Linked DNA regions of Mus musculus: region 2 is linked to region 1. Evidence: chromatin contacts called from public Hi-C data. All regions are on one chromosome and are shown on one strand. Each heading gives the region's core, a stretch centred on a gene start, on an enhancer-like site or on the middle of the called end of the contact. The rest is flanking DNA. Distances are from core to core; before and after follow the strand shown.

What was found. A called contact is a pair of places that touch in the nucleus more often than the background predicts.
Region 2: a contact with region 1 is called in a Hi-C map of muscle stem cells, with 2.1 times the contacts expected there. The contact joins two enhancer-like sites. A contact is called at or near these places in 7 of 484 Hi-C or Micro-C datasets (the G1E-ER4 cell line, cerebral cortex, liver and 2 more).

The regions. Positions count from the first base shown.
Region 1 is chr1:153,974,064-153,981,473 of GRCm38.p6, forward strand. No RefSeq gene overlaps it. Among named protein-coding and RNA genes, the nearest start is that of Gm30327, 13 kb to the right of the region's middle. Within about 2 kb of position 4,493, at least 24 of the 459 cell types and tissues checked have an H3K27ac peak or open chromatin away from gene starts, as enhancers often do. A contact at or near this core is called in muscle stem cells, where this site is marked.
Region 2 is chr1:154,171,322-154,178,731 of GRCm38.p6, forward strand. No RefSeq gene overlaps it. Among named protein-coding and RNA genes, the nearest start is that of Zfp648, 26 kb to the right of the region's middle. Within about 2 kb of position 4,185, at least 36 of the 459 cell types and tissues checked have an H3K27ac peak or open chromatin away from gene starts, as enhancers often do. A contact at or near this core is called in muscle stem cells, where this site is marked.

The sequences.
Region 1 (7,410 bases), core at 3,243-5,742:
ATATAAGGGTCTGGTGCAGTAGGCTTACAGTTTTAAGTAACTGTATAGTACTTATCCATCTGAATCATTTGCGTAATTTGAAATATTGGAGTAATATTTATGAGGTCTAGATACTTAAATTCTATATAGTTTCCTAAAAATATGAGGAGTAGGTCAAGAGGAAACCATCAGAGGTTTAAGCAGGTTAGTCCTGCTAGTATTGTATATAAGGAAGTGACATTGGCATGTGAAAATCTCCCTCTCCATTTGGTAGGACTCAGGGATTATTCACAGACCTTGGAAGTAGAACTCAGCTTGCCAGTGGCCTGGCACCCTATTATTCTGAATTCCATTCAGTTTGGCTCAAGCTAAGCAGTAAGAAGAGCTTGTATTAGAAGTGATGCTTGGGACTTTAGCCACTATTTTTCTTCTTCTGTGGCACCATGCCATATGCCACAGAGAGGAGAGAGCTGGCTCTTACCCAGCTCATGGCAGACCTCCTTCCAGAGAAATCCGTGCCATGGGGTTTACAGCTTTAGTCCTGCCCACAGCAGGATGTTTAATGGAGGAACACTTCTTCAAGAGGGAAAGCCCTGCAAATCACAAGCTCTCACAAGACCCACTTGGATTTAGTGAAAATCCCAATGTCACACCTTGGAGAGTTACAAGAATCGGCTGGTCTGTTTCACACAGATGTTTTCCAGGGCAGACAACTGGCGTTGGAGGAGAGAAGGGAGTGGACAAAGAACAGTGAGCGGAAAACACCAGAAACACTGCTTCTTGTATGCGCCCTCTTCTCTGTTTCCAGTTCTTCAGACCCATAGTCTTGGGAGCCCAGCAAGTTCCCCTCCTGTTCCCATGACTCCATTCTTGTCCTGCTGAGGCAAGGTCCCCTCTCCTCTGCACCATAGCAGGTTCTTTTTGGTGCTCATAAAAACCAACCATCTGACTCTAAATCACCCTGGCTTCCCAGTTCATTAGCCCTGGGCCCATGTTCTGGAAAGAGACCCAACAGATTTTTGTGACTCTCCAAGTAGGCCTTGTGGGGAATCCATGGTGTGAGGAGGGTTTTTGATCTTTGCATTTTATATCTTCACTCCTCTTCTCTAGAGAAGGAAAGTTTGGGGACTGTTCTCTTATGGCATTGGTGCCCTTTCCTTCTGGGTTCTGCTTTTCTACATCTGTGGTGGTTTGAATAGGAATGGTCTTTATAGGATCATATATTTGAATGTTTGGTCATTAGGGAGTGGCCGTACTTGAGAGGAATTATAAAGTGTGATTTTTTCAGAGGAAGCATGTCTCTGGGGGTGGGCTTTGGGGTTTCCAATGTTCAAGCCAGGCCTAGTGTCTCTCTCCTTACTGCTGACTGTGGATCTTGTGTAGAGCTCTGAGCTTCTCCAGCACCATGTCTGCCTATGCGCTGCCATGCTATTATATGGACTAAACCTCTGAAACTGTAAGCAAACCCAAATTAAATGCTTTTTTTTTCCTTTTATAAGAGTTGCTATGGTCATGGTGTCTCTTCACAGCAACAGAGCAGTGACTAAGACATGTGGGTTCTAGGGACTAAACTCAGGTAGTCAGGCTTGTAAAGCCAATACTTGACTTTTGTTGGTCCTATTATTATTATTATTATCATTATTATTGCTATTTTAAGACTCTATGTAACCCTGTGTATTATTTACTTTTATATTGCTGTGATAAAAACCCTATGATCAAAATAACTTATAAAATTAAAAAATGTGTTTAATTTGGCTTATGGTTCCAGGAAGTCAGAGTCCATGATGGTGGAGTGAAGACACGATGGCAGGGTCAGCTGAGAGCTCATGTCTCTAAATATAAGCAGGAGGTGGAGAGTACGGTGGAAAAGGCATGTGTCATTTGGAACCTCAAATATTCAAACATATGAGCCTATGAAGGCTGTTATTATCCAAAACACTGGCCTTGAACTCACAGGGATCCACCTCCCTCTGTCTCCCAAATGATGCAATTAAAGGCATAGTCCCCAGACAATCAATTCTCCTCTTCCTCCTCCTCCTTGCCTGACCTTCTCCTCCTCCTCCTTCCAAATGTATGTCTATGAGTGTTTTGCCTGCATGTATGTCTGTATACCATATTCATGCCTGGTATCTGCAGGGTCCAGGAAAGGGGATTAGATACCCTGGAACTGGAGTTACAGATGGTTGTAAGCTGTCATTTGGATGCTGGGGGTTGAACCTAGGTGCTCTGGAAGAGCGGCTGGTTCTTTTAACTACTGAGCCATCTTGCTAGCCTCTCCACTTCCTTATAATTCTTAGAGGCCTATTTGTAGCACCTACATTTCTTTTCTCTTTTTCTTCTTTTCTTTCTTTCTTTCTTTCTTTCTTTCTTTCTTTCTTTCTTTCTTTCTTTCTTTCTTTCTTTCTTTCTTTCTTCCTTCCTTCCTTCCTTCCTTCCTTCCTTCCTTCCTTCCTTCCTTCCTTTCTTCTTCTTCTTCTTCTTCTTCTTCTTCTTCTTCTTCTTTTTTTTTTTTTTTTTTTTTTTTTTTTTTTGGTTTTTGGTTTTTGGTTTTTCAAGACAGAGTTTCTCTGTATAGCCCTGGCTGTCCTGGAACTCAGCACCTACATTTCTGGGCAGGTGCCCTAAAGTCACAATAAATGTCTACTCAACCTGGATAACCCCAAATACCATGCCACACGTCAACTACCAGATTCATCATGCCCTAGTAGGTTTTCATTCTCAGTTGAAATGCTAGTCTTTTGTCATTTACTCTTTCCAAAATTGGGCACCAACATCTGTTTAGATGACCACTTCAGAGACCAGACTTCATCCCTTTTCTTTCTTTTCCTTCATCTAAGCTTAGTATGTTATAAAGTCTTGTTAACGCTGTACCATGATCTTTCTTCTTGCCAACTTTCTCTGTCACTCATGACCTGTTTATTTACTTTTAAACTTTACTTTTATTTTATTCACATGTATATGTTTGTATGAGTGAATGCCATGTGTGTGAAGGTGCCCATGAAGTCAAGAGGCACTGGAGATACAGGTGGTTATGAGCTGCCTAATGTGGGTGCTAAGAACTGCACTTGGGCTCTCTGGAAGAACAGAAAGTACCTTTATGAAGCAATATCTCCAGCCCTCATTTGTTTATTTAAATTCAAGCTTTCTCTAAGCCAGTGAATCCCTCTGTGTTGTAACCAAGGGTAACCTTGAAAGCACATGCTTGATTCTCTCTCTGTTCTCTTCACATCTTTGAGGGTAGAGCTTTGCTCCTTGGCTAACAGAGGTGCCATGAGTCCTTTACAGTATAATCCCAGTTTATTTCCCGGAGTCCTGCTCCTGCCCAGCCCTCCTGCTCAAATGTCCACATGTGACCTGGCTTGTTGGATCATGAGGTCTTTGCCCTCTCCTCTCACCTTGGCAGCTTCTCCATCATTCAGGGCCTCTTGGGCAAAGGCTTTCTTATTGGAGTCGTTCATGTGTTTTATTTTGGTATACAGACATACATACAGGCAAAACACTCATAGACATACATTTAAAAGGAGGAGGAGGAGAAGGTCAGGCAAGGAGGAGGAGGAGAAGAAGAAGAATTGATTGTCTGGTGACCTTCCCATGAGTTCTTCTAATGTTCCTCTTCAGGACCATAACACATGAATTACCTTTTCCTCCCCTCATGCTGTGCATACTTCTATTATAGCATTCATTACATTGTTTTATGAAGTCTTTTCCTTCCTTGTCTCCTGCTCTCTTGAGGACTTTTTCTTATTCATTACTGTACTGGATGGTTTTATAACAACCTGACACCAGCTGGGGTCATCAGAGAAGGAGCCTCAACTGAGAAAATGCCTCCCTAGATCTGGCTGTAGACAAGCCTGTAGGGCATTTTCTTAATTAGTGATTGGTGGGGGAGGGCCCAGCCTATTGTGGGTGGGAACCACCCTTGGGCTGGTGGTGCTGGGTTCTATAAGAAAGTAGGCTGAGCAAACCATGGGGGAAAAGCCCATAAGCAGCACCCTTCCATGACTCCCGCATCAATCAGGTCCTGCCTCCAGGTCCCTCCCCTGTTTGAGTTCCTGCCTTGACTTTCTATCGATGTTGAACAGTGGTATAGAAGTGTTAGTCAAATAAACTGTTTCCTCCTGGGCTTGTCTTTGGTCCTGGTGTTTCATCTTAGCAACAGTAACCCTAATGAGGACAAATTACCATATTTCATCAAAGTGCCTGCTACACAGGCAACACTAAGTTTTATTTTAATTCTTCTTCTTCCTCATTTTCTTCTTTTTGACCTCTCTCCAGTCTGATTGAAGGTGTGGACAAAGCCCAACTTCTTTTTTCTTCTTTTTTTCTTTTACCCCTGGCTGAGCCAGTTCAAATAGGACACAGCAGGCCCTGAGAAATTGTAATAAGAATGAGAGATCAAGGGCCTGGAGGACAAAGAGCACATTGAGTGGTTTTCAGTAGGGGTGACTGGAATCGCACCCCCCATGCTTGCTCAGAAAATAACAGTCATATTTTACAGCCTAATCCTGTCTTACGCTTTCCACAGTGGAGGCCAGCTGGTGTTAACAACATCCTGATGAATGAGCCAAGGAGAGAGTATGTGTGTGCTGGTGAGGACTTTCTGGTGACTGAGGGGAAAAAAAAATTGTCTCAGCCTGGGCTGGCATTGGTCTATTGATCCTAACGGAGGACTGACCAATCTTTTTCTGTAGGGACAAGAAGGATACTAAGCTTTGTCAACCTCGGGGGCTCTGTGGCACCTACTTAGGTCTGCCATTGAAATGCCACAGCCACCATAGAAGACATGTAAATGAGTGAGTGTGGCTGTCTTCCTGAGAAACCATCTGTGGACCCTGAAATATTAAAGATAGGTGTTTCATGTGGGTTTTGTTCTTATTGTTGTTTAGTTGAAACAGAATCTCATTAGCTCAGGCTAGCCCAGGCAACCCATACCTGAGAATGACCCTGAACTTCTAATCCTCTGGCTTCGATTTTCTTCGTGACAGACACCTCCTTCCTACCTAAAGGGCTTAAAACTGAGAATCCCTCTCAGTCAGTGCTAAGTGGGTAGCTGGTAGAATTTGACCCACAGTCCATACCATAGTTCTGACCCTGTTCTCAGAGGCATGGTTTATCACTTCACCAATGCTTCTGAGACTAGACAGTTCTGGGCCCATTCAGGGTGGTATAGGCCTAGTCAACCCACCATTCACAATAGCCATTTTTGGATGGAAGTACTGTAGAGAGTGCTGACTTCTGATAGGATAGCAGCAGCCTTCGCCTACCGTCTCAGTCAGGGCTTCTACTGTCGTGATAGAACATCGAGAGTAGAAGCAATATGGGGGAGGAAATGGTTAATTTTATCCTACAGCTTATAGTCCATCATCCCGGGAAGTCACGGGAGGAACTCAAGCGAGGTAAGAAACTGGAGGCAGGAACTGATGTAGAGGTCATGGAGGAGTGCTGCTTATTCGCTTGGTCCCTCTGGCTTGCTCAGCCTGCTTTCTTAAACACCCCAGAACCACCTGTCTAAGGGTGGCACCATCCACAACAGGCTGGGCCCTCCTACACCAACCACTAAGAAAATGCCCTATAGATTTGCTGCTTAGAGGCCAATCTTCTGGAGGCACTTTCTCAGCTAAGATTAACTCTCCCCAGATATGTCTAGGTTTGTGTCAAGCTGACAGTTCTGACCAGCACACCTACTGAGTGCCAAGCGCATGTCAGTAGGGAACGTAGACCCTCTCGCTGTTTCTCACAACTGTGCATGGTGGAGCTGGGACAGCCTGCGTTACAGAGGTTTGCCCAGCTAAAACTCATGCCAGACTTTTGCCGAGTGCCTGGTTCTCAAGTTCGTGTTCTTGTCACATCACAGTGCCAGAGCAAACGTGTCGTTGCCATGGAATGGGTGCGTGACAGGTTACATTTTGCCAAGGTACTTTTTTTTTTTATTATATATGGGTCAAATCTTTATTAGAAAACTTGGGGACAACAAGGACCAAAGAGCAGATGGTGTCATATCCAGCAGGGAATCATAACAGCTCTGAATCCTCCAAGACTTGATGAACCCTCCTGAATCTTTAACTTTAATTAGCTAGGCATTTTGTTTCTGGATCCTAAGTATGGGGTCTTGCACATGCTAGGCAAGCACTCTAGCAATGCGTTACAGCCCCAGATCTTCTGTTCTGTTTTGATTTTAAGAAAGGCTCTCACTAGGATCGTTGGGCAAGCCTTCAATTCACTGTGTAGCCTAGGAAGAGTTAATTCAAGGCCAGGCCAGTCTGGAGTCTGGGGCACATAAAGAATCAATCTCTCTCTCTCTCTCTCTCTCTCTCTCTCTCTCTCTCTCTCTCTCTCCTTCCCCCCTCTCTCTCAATTCTTTTGGTTTGGTTTGGTTTGGTTTGGTTTTGTTGTTGTTGAGACAGCCCTTCTGGCTATCCTGGAACTGCTCTGTAGACCAGTCTAGCCTCAAATTCAGAGATCTGCTTCCGGAGCCCTGGGATAAGGTATATGCCACCACTGCACCGCTGGAAGACCCTGTTTCAAAATAAAACACATGTATGAGTGCAAACATACACACACACACACAACTTTACATGTACAGTTTAACCTGTCACTATTCCTTAATTATCATTTCCTGAGGACTCTACAGGATGATAGTGGGAAAAGTGGGCAGTTCACCCCATGAGATTAGCCATACGATCTCGCTGCCTCTGTCTCTCAAGTGCTAAGCTTGGTCTGTTGCCACGTTTCTACACCTGCCCTTCTCTCTCCTGTATTCTGACAGCTTCTCTCCTCAGAAACCTTACCTTCTCGCCCCTACTTTAGAATTCCTCAAGAGACAACAGGCAATATGGGGTGTGGGCGGCGTGAGGATGGGCATGCTCAGTCACTCTCTGCCATGCCAGGAGTCTAGCACAAGCTCTGGTGTCTGTCCTGTCCCCACCATGTCCTACCCTAGCTTCCTCTGAGACCTCATAAGTTAGTTCCCTTTCCAAAGCTGGGGTGTGACTGTCACTGGGCCAGCCGGCCACAGCTGCAGGCCCTGGGGAAACAAGCTCAGTTGAGGATGACACAATGAGTGTGGGGTGGGGGCTGGAGGCTGAGGCAGGAGATAAAACAGAAAGACAGAAACAGTCAGGCAAAGAATAGGAGGCGTAGGAGTCCCTGAGTTGAGCTGGGGGGCTGACCTGCCTTGGAAACCTGCCAGCTCCCGACTTGGAGCAGTTTCCGTGCTATAGCAGACAGCTCCCTTTTGGCTTCTTTACTTGGCCTCCCTCTGATTCCCTGAACATCTCTGGAGCATGTTCTGAGGGGTAACCTGTGCTTGTGGGGTCCTTGGGTGCCTGGGTCTGTCTCTGAGTTTGCTTTCTGCAGACCTGAGTGAACAATCTCTCATGTGGCTTTCAACTCACCCTCTGTCCTCGGTTAAAGTTAAGGTCTTCACTGGAG
Region 2 (7,410 bases), core at 2,935-5,434, 200 kb after region 1:
CAACAACAAAAACGGGACAGGAGAAAATGGATGGTCTGAGAGCTATTTAGGGAGCACTAAAATCCACAGGACAAACCTAGTGAGAGTCAATGCAGTAAGCTTAGGGAACAGGGTAGTCACAGCAGAGAGCTCTAGCAAGCAGTTGGAGAAGACCTGGTTAGAATCTTGAGTTTTATTCCTCAGACAGTGGGGAAAGAACATTGAAGACTTTAACTTAGCCAGTGCTGTGATCTTGTTTAAGTATAAGGAAAACCACCCTGAGAGTAATATGTAAAACTGCGGGGAGAGGTTCCGAAGTTGGAAGCCTATTTGCAATAGTTGTTATGAGTCTTGACTTTTTTCTGTCTCTGTCTGTCTGTCTGTCTCTTTGAGAGAGGGTGGCCTGGAACTCCATGTGAACCAAGTTGCCCTCAGTCACACAGGAATTCTCTTGCCTCTGCCTCCTAAGTCTTAGGATCAAGGGTCTACACCACCACACATTGCAAAATATATAACCCAGGCTGCCCTTGAATGTGTGATCCACCTACCTCTACATTTCCAGCCTTATCCTGTAAGCTTGCACCACTACAACCAGCCCTGACTGTTCCATATGCACCCCAGCACGTCAATCTTCTCCCTTAAACATGTTGCTGGAAAAGAATATTGTGACGCTTGATCAGCACAACTTAGTAATTGATATATATAGTACAATATTAAGTGACCATCACTCCAGTATTTTATATAGACCTTGTTGCCAGAATAAATTCCCTGGCCACTTTGTCTTGTTCCTCACTAAATGCTGATCCTTCCCCTCTGGATGTTTAGTTCTTGGTACCAATATGAGAATTCCATTCATTTTTGTTAAATATATTTTGTTATATATATATATCCCTCATTCTAACTCACCAGAATTATTTAGGATCCTGTGAGTTGTCTGTGTGCTTGCATCTTGCCATTTATTTATTTGTTTATTTATTATTTAATTTAATTTTGTAACACTTGTGAATTGGGATTTCACTCCAATGAATCACTCTGTCTTGAGTCCTGGCTAAAACTCCTAAACAAACCAAGAGCATGTCAATGTTTCATGGGACCTTTTTTTGCCATGATGTTTGAGGATACCTGACGATTCCCTTTTTTCAAACACTGTATTGAAATCTGAACTTACTATGTATGGTATTGGTATTGCATGGGCCATTGTCTTAAAAATAATAATGAAATAATTAAAAATTCATTCAGAAAAATCTGTTCTTAGTTACTCAGTCTTGACTGCTAATCACCACTGCTCTTTCCAAAGATTCATTAACAGTTCCTTTAACCAGCCTTCTCAATGCTCAGTTCTCAGCTGCTGTCTTAAGAGACTTCTCAACAGGAGGGACGCAGTATATCCTTCCCTTCCTGGGAGCCTTTATCTCCACTGAGCCCCCAGAGTACCACCCTCTCTGTCTTCTAGGTCATCTTTCTTGGTCTCTTCATGATGGTTCCTGTTTTCCCAACTCTGGAATATGCTGAGGCTAGTTCTTGGGCTTACTCTCACACTACTTTAGGCCCTTTATAATCCCAACATGTTCATTGATAAACTTGGTTTTGCTCATTTTCTTTTGGTATCAAAGTTTGTCTGAGACTGGACAATTTATTCATAAAAATATCTTGGATCATGGTCCTGGAAGCTGGGACATCCAAGAATGGTCCTTCTAACTGGCAAGGGCCTTTATGATCTGTCATCCCATGGAGGAAGACAGGAGGACGAGAGAGAGAGAGAGAGAGAGAGAGAGAGAGAGAGAGAGAGAGAGAGAGAGAGAGAGAGAGGAGAGGAGAGGAGAGGAGAGGAGAGGAGGTCTAAACTCACTTCTCTAATAAATCCACACTTGGAATAACATTAATTCATTCATAAGGCTCTACCTTCGAGACTACTCATCTCTCACTGGCTTCACCTCCCAACACCAGGGCAACAGGGCAACATCAATGTCAGGTTTCCAGCAAACCTTATATTAAAGTATTTTCTTAAAAATTATATATATATATAGTCACACTCTGCTACATCTCTACCTCTGTCACACCAAAGGAGTGGATTCTGTTATTTTGTTTACTGATGCATTCCAGGGCCCAGAACAGAATTCAACATACAACAGGTGTGTAGCAACACATGTCAAATAATCGTACAGTCAGAGGTTTTGCCTGGCATTGAGGACATTAAGTCATTTTACCTGCTTTATTTTGAAAACTGGAATGTATCCATTTGAGTCCATGCCTTCAGACTGCCATGATACTCCTCACACTGCTTGAACACACCCCATTCTTTGGGGACTCAGCATGTTCCAGTCAGTACTCCTAACTTTTTTTTTGGACAAATAGAAATGTGAGGATTGTTTCTCCCATTGCTCACGACCTCCTCATCATCCCTGGGACAGACCTAAGTTTCCGTTGTTCTGCTCAAACAAAGCATTAAAAGGGCTCTTGTGCCAACCCCTTTCAGGCACCTTGGTTCAATGGCTCTGATATCACCCTTCCAGCTCCATGCCAGTCTGCCATGCTTGTACGCTGGCTATGGGTCAGTAGCCACTCATTCTGTCTTGTATGCAGGTGCTGCTGTCCTGAAGCTCAGCTGAGTGTGGCCTGGGCACTCCCGTGAGCCTGTTTTCCACACTCCCTAGACTGCTTCATGCCCCACTCTTCCTTAGGTCTTGTCTCTCCCTATCTTCCACTTCAGGAAGAGCTGGGATCCTGTTAATGAATCTCATTCTACAAAGTCTCTTATTGGGAGCTGGCAATAGTTGGCTGGTTCTACCATAGTCATGCCCCTTGCCTGTGTTGTGCAGTTGCTAGAAAGGGTACTCCAACATGAGCTATATTATCCAAGTTCTCTGAGGGCAGAGAAGCCCCAGGGTTGAGTTCCAGCTAATGTAATATGGACCAAAGTGATAAGTGATACACACCATTCCTAAGACTGACTTGAGGAGTCTCTGCTCCTCTTTGATTGCCTGCTCCTCTCTCTCTGAGGCTGGGGACCTACACTCCCACTGATTCTGGAAGCTGCTTGTTGAAGAAGGCTGTGCCTCTGCCAGCTTGATTGCCTGAGGACATCCCCAGACTGCATTTTGCAAGACAGAGAAATAAACATCTACTGTATTAAGTCACTGAGGATTGAGTATTTGCATATTATAATAGCTGGGACACCTAACTAATCCAAATCTAACAATACTTCTTCAACAAGCCTCTTGCAATCCTCTCTCTAGAGAGGGTGTTGTGCACATGCAAGGGACATATTCTCAGCCTCCCAGCCCCTCTGTTTCCTCATCAAAGCCAATTCTCTACCACAACAAGGGCCACTTCAGTTTCCTTCCTCATATGCTCCACCTTTGGGGGGAACAAATAAACAAAGTCAGGCACCAGCAGCTCCCTGGGGAAAAGAGCTGATTGGATCCTGTGAGGAGGAACAAGAGAGCAAGAGGACCATAATGGGTTAGCATCTAGGTTCTTCTTGGGAGGAAGCCTGGAGGAAGCTTTAAATATGAGAAACTTTACCCTGGACCCTGAGAGCCAGGCCAAGAAGCAGATGCCTGTGTGCCGTACGTCTGAGGCAGCATGGAGCTGCTGGCGGCCTGGTTACACAGTGGCTTCATCGGTGCTTTGTATTGTGATCAGACTGCACTGGGGCCTGTGTGATGGGTGGATAAGATCAAAGCCTGGAGGAAGAGAGAAACCAGGTTGTCTGTGCTCCTCAGCCATAGCAACTGTTTCTGAGGAAGCCCAGTTCGAATGCCTGGCTTAGCTTTATAGGGGCAACAGCATGTGACTGGGGGTGGTGGTGGTGGTGGTGGTGGTGGTGGTGGTGGTGGTGGTGTCTAGGGCCTGCAACAACTGCTGTTAGCTTGCCATCTCTTCATAATTAATTGAGCCTTTCTTTCTCTCCTTCTCCCTCCATCTTTCCTCCTCCTCCTTTCCCCTTTCTTCTGCTGCTTCCTTCTCTCCCTCCCCCCTCTTCTCTTCTTTTCAGCTACTCAAGTCAAGCCCTCCTCCTCTTCCTATCTTTTAAAACCTTCTAACATATGAATAAGGTGATCACACAAACAAAGAACAGCTGGCAGTAGCAACAATACTAAGCTGAATACTTACAGCTGTGCCACGCAGAGTTCTAGTGGGTTACACTGATTAGCCTAGCTCAAAGGAACTGGATGAAGCAGCTGCCTGCTCTGGTCACATTGTACAGACAGGGAACAGATGCCCAGAGCTTTCACTTCTCTCTCAGCCTCACATGGGTAGTCCAGACCGTGTGTACGTCAGCTGCCTTCTGATTCTATGTTCTCAGCCATGGACTGAGTGAGCACTTAGACATCACTGCCTCCCAAAAGGGCGACCTGGAGGAACATGGGCGCTGTGCCTGATGCGGTTAAGTCTGACTACTGCTGGATCCCTCTCCTGCCCTGGCTCCATGTTGAGTCTCAGACCAGATAATGGCCACGATTTGGAGTTTCAAAGGAGGAAGCTTTTGTGAATTAAGCATCAAAAGACTCATGCCTCTGATATCTTTGTGGTCTTGAGCAAGTCACTTCTGTGATCTGAACTTCACTTAGGAGAGAAAGCAAGTAAGCAAGCAAGCAAACAAACAACAGCAACAAACTACTCCTACAACAACAAACACACCAAATAAAACATCCTTATAGTGTAGTCATGTGTCCCAACCTGGAAGATCTCTTAATGCTCCCAGGATTTAAGTGAGTTACTCAAGTGTAAACCTGACTCAGAATTCAGTTCTAGATGAAACATAGAGGCACAGCAGTGTCTCTGGCCCGGAGAAGCTATATAACACACTGATGCTCCAATCCACTACCCCCAACCCCACCTACTCCCATTACTGTGTAGCCTTAAGCAAGGCCATTCACATGACTGTGAGACAGTCTCATAGGCAGGGGCTGGCTCTCACCTTTCCTGTGCTGGATACTCAGATCAAGCCCAGTCTGCCTCAAATGGACAGGCAGAGTTTATAGCTCACCAAATAGTTCAATGGGAGATCATAGCTTCATGCTGGTCCCCGCCCTTTGCCTTCTCCAGAGCCCATGTTTAGATGCTCAAATTGAATCTGATGAAGTCTTTCCCCTTCTTTCCATCTCTCTTCCTCCTTCCTCTTTTCCCTCTCCCTCTCTTTTTCTCTCTTTCTCTCTCTGTTATAATTGTTGAATGTATGCACATTATACTGTGTAAGCTAAGGAATTCAATAATATACATTGATCTGGCCCAATGGCATGGCTGGTCTTTGGTACCTATGCGGAGTTTTTCATGGATTCTTATGTCATGTGAGGTATAGAGTTGACCTATCCAATGAGCTATCACAGTGGTTGACGCTCCACAGGCCCCTCTTTATCTGTACTTCAAGAAATTCCATGTGTAGGATAGAGCTCAGGGCTCAAACGAGGGACTGTATCATTCTTGAGTATGTTTGTGACAGGTATATGTCTGCACTGTAATGGGAGTGGGGGAGTGGAGTGGAACAGATGAAGGCTGATGTATGACTATCATTGACATACTACAGACGAGCATCAGTATGTTGTGACAGCCATACCATACCTGGAAGTAGATCAAGTGTGTATTAGGATTTTTTGTTACCATAATGAAATAAACAAGGCTATTTTTATGACAAACAGTTTCGAAGGTCTGAGGTTCTAGTGTTGTTCAGCTCTGGTGAGGATGGAAATGACAAGAGTGTATTCCAGAGCAAGGAATTACATCTTAATAAAGAAAGCAAGGGAGAAATGTAGGGGTCAGATTGCTCCTCTAATAGACCTTCCTTGGGGATGACTCTTGGGGGGGCACATCTCTAACCACCTAAGTTGTTCCCACTAGGCCTCATCTCTTGGAGGCTCTCCTAGCTCTCAGTTCTGCCATTCCAGGGATCAGGCCCCCAACACAGATGAAATCTCAGCCCAACCACAGCAAGGAAGAAATTGATGCTGGGGAGATGAGTCACCTGGGACCAGGACAACAATTATAGGATGCATTTGCCACCAAAGTTTGAGAAGAACCAGTGCTTCCCTAAGGGGGTCTGAGCATCTGGAAGGGAATTAATCTCACCAATTGCCAAGGATGGTGTTGGTGCCATGTTGGAAATGTGGTTGGTGTATGTGTATGTGTGTGTGTGTGTGTGTGTGTGTGTGTGTGTGTGTGTGTGTGTGTGCGCATGTGTGTGTGTACCTACATTCATGTGTGCATGTGTCTGTAGCATAGCCATTGTGTGTGAGTTGAATACAAGAAGTCAACTCAAGGTAATGCTTTTCCTTGAGACTTTTTTCAAGCAGTTTATTCTTCAGTCCATTAGAGCATCTGACCTACATTGTCCCTGTATAAAAAGTCTTGTAGGCTGCAAGGTCTCAGGGAACAACACTCAGACTCTAGAGGAGAACTGGGTGGAGGGAAGGAAGAGAATTCATCTCTGGGGCTCCTGTGACGCTATAGACAGAGAAGGGGCTGAAGCAGCACACTGCCCAAGGATAGCAAGGGCTCCTAGAAGCAGACGCAGAGGAGGTGCACACACTTTAGCATGCACTCACTGGCTGTCTGAAATGGGCCAAGGTCTGTGATAAAGCGCTCAAAGCCAAGGCAGATCCAGAGTTACTATTGGGGAAGCACAGCCATGGAAGAAGTGGACATCCAGACAGACATACCTGCAGATGTCAGCAGAGTAACTCACCCTACTTGCAAGCAGGGGTACTCTAAGCAAGGAGTCTGTCATTCTCTTTAAGGTCAGCAGCTCAGAGCTCGTGTCCCTGTACAGTGTCTCTCTCACTACAGCACACTGCACAAGCACCCAGACAGCGCTCCAAGGCCACAGGCACTCTGTGTTCCTCACACCCCAGAGATGCTGTTTGGAATCTAAGCTTTCTCTTTCTCCTTTTCCTTTTCAGCTAAAAGATGTTCACAGAATGCCTATCAAGGTAGCAAGCGCCACACAGCTCACTGGAGCTAGGGAACCTAAGATTCCAAGGCAGGCAGGACAGAACAACGCCTACAAAGCTACTGCCTCAAAAGAGCAATTGAGCAGTGTGGGTGCAGAGGTAGGAGAGGAGCAAGCCTGGGATGTGAATGTGGGATGAGGTTGGAGGAAAGATCTGTGGTCTGTGGTGTAACACTTCTGTGGGAATTCACCTGGCACCACTCTGCCCTTCCTGTTCCTCTTCATGAAAAGCTTTTGGGAGATTCTGACACCAGAAATGGCAAATCAGGCCCTTTAATTCCCCTGGGCTTCCTGCTGCCACTCCCAGAGCCATTGCAGTGGCTTCCTACTACTGTCCCAGGGATGGGCCCAGCTTCTCTAGATTTCAACAACTGTCATAACTATGCCTTGGGCTGGGACCTCCACTTGGGCTGACAAGCTGTTTGTTTTCACTGCAGTTGTCCTGGTTACCTGAGTGACTCACAGGAAGCAAGAGAAGGCCT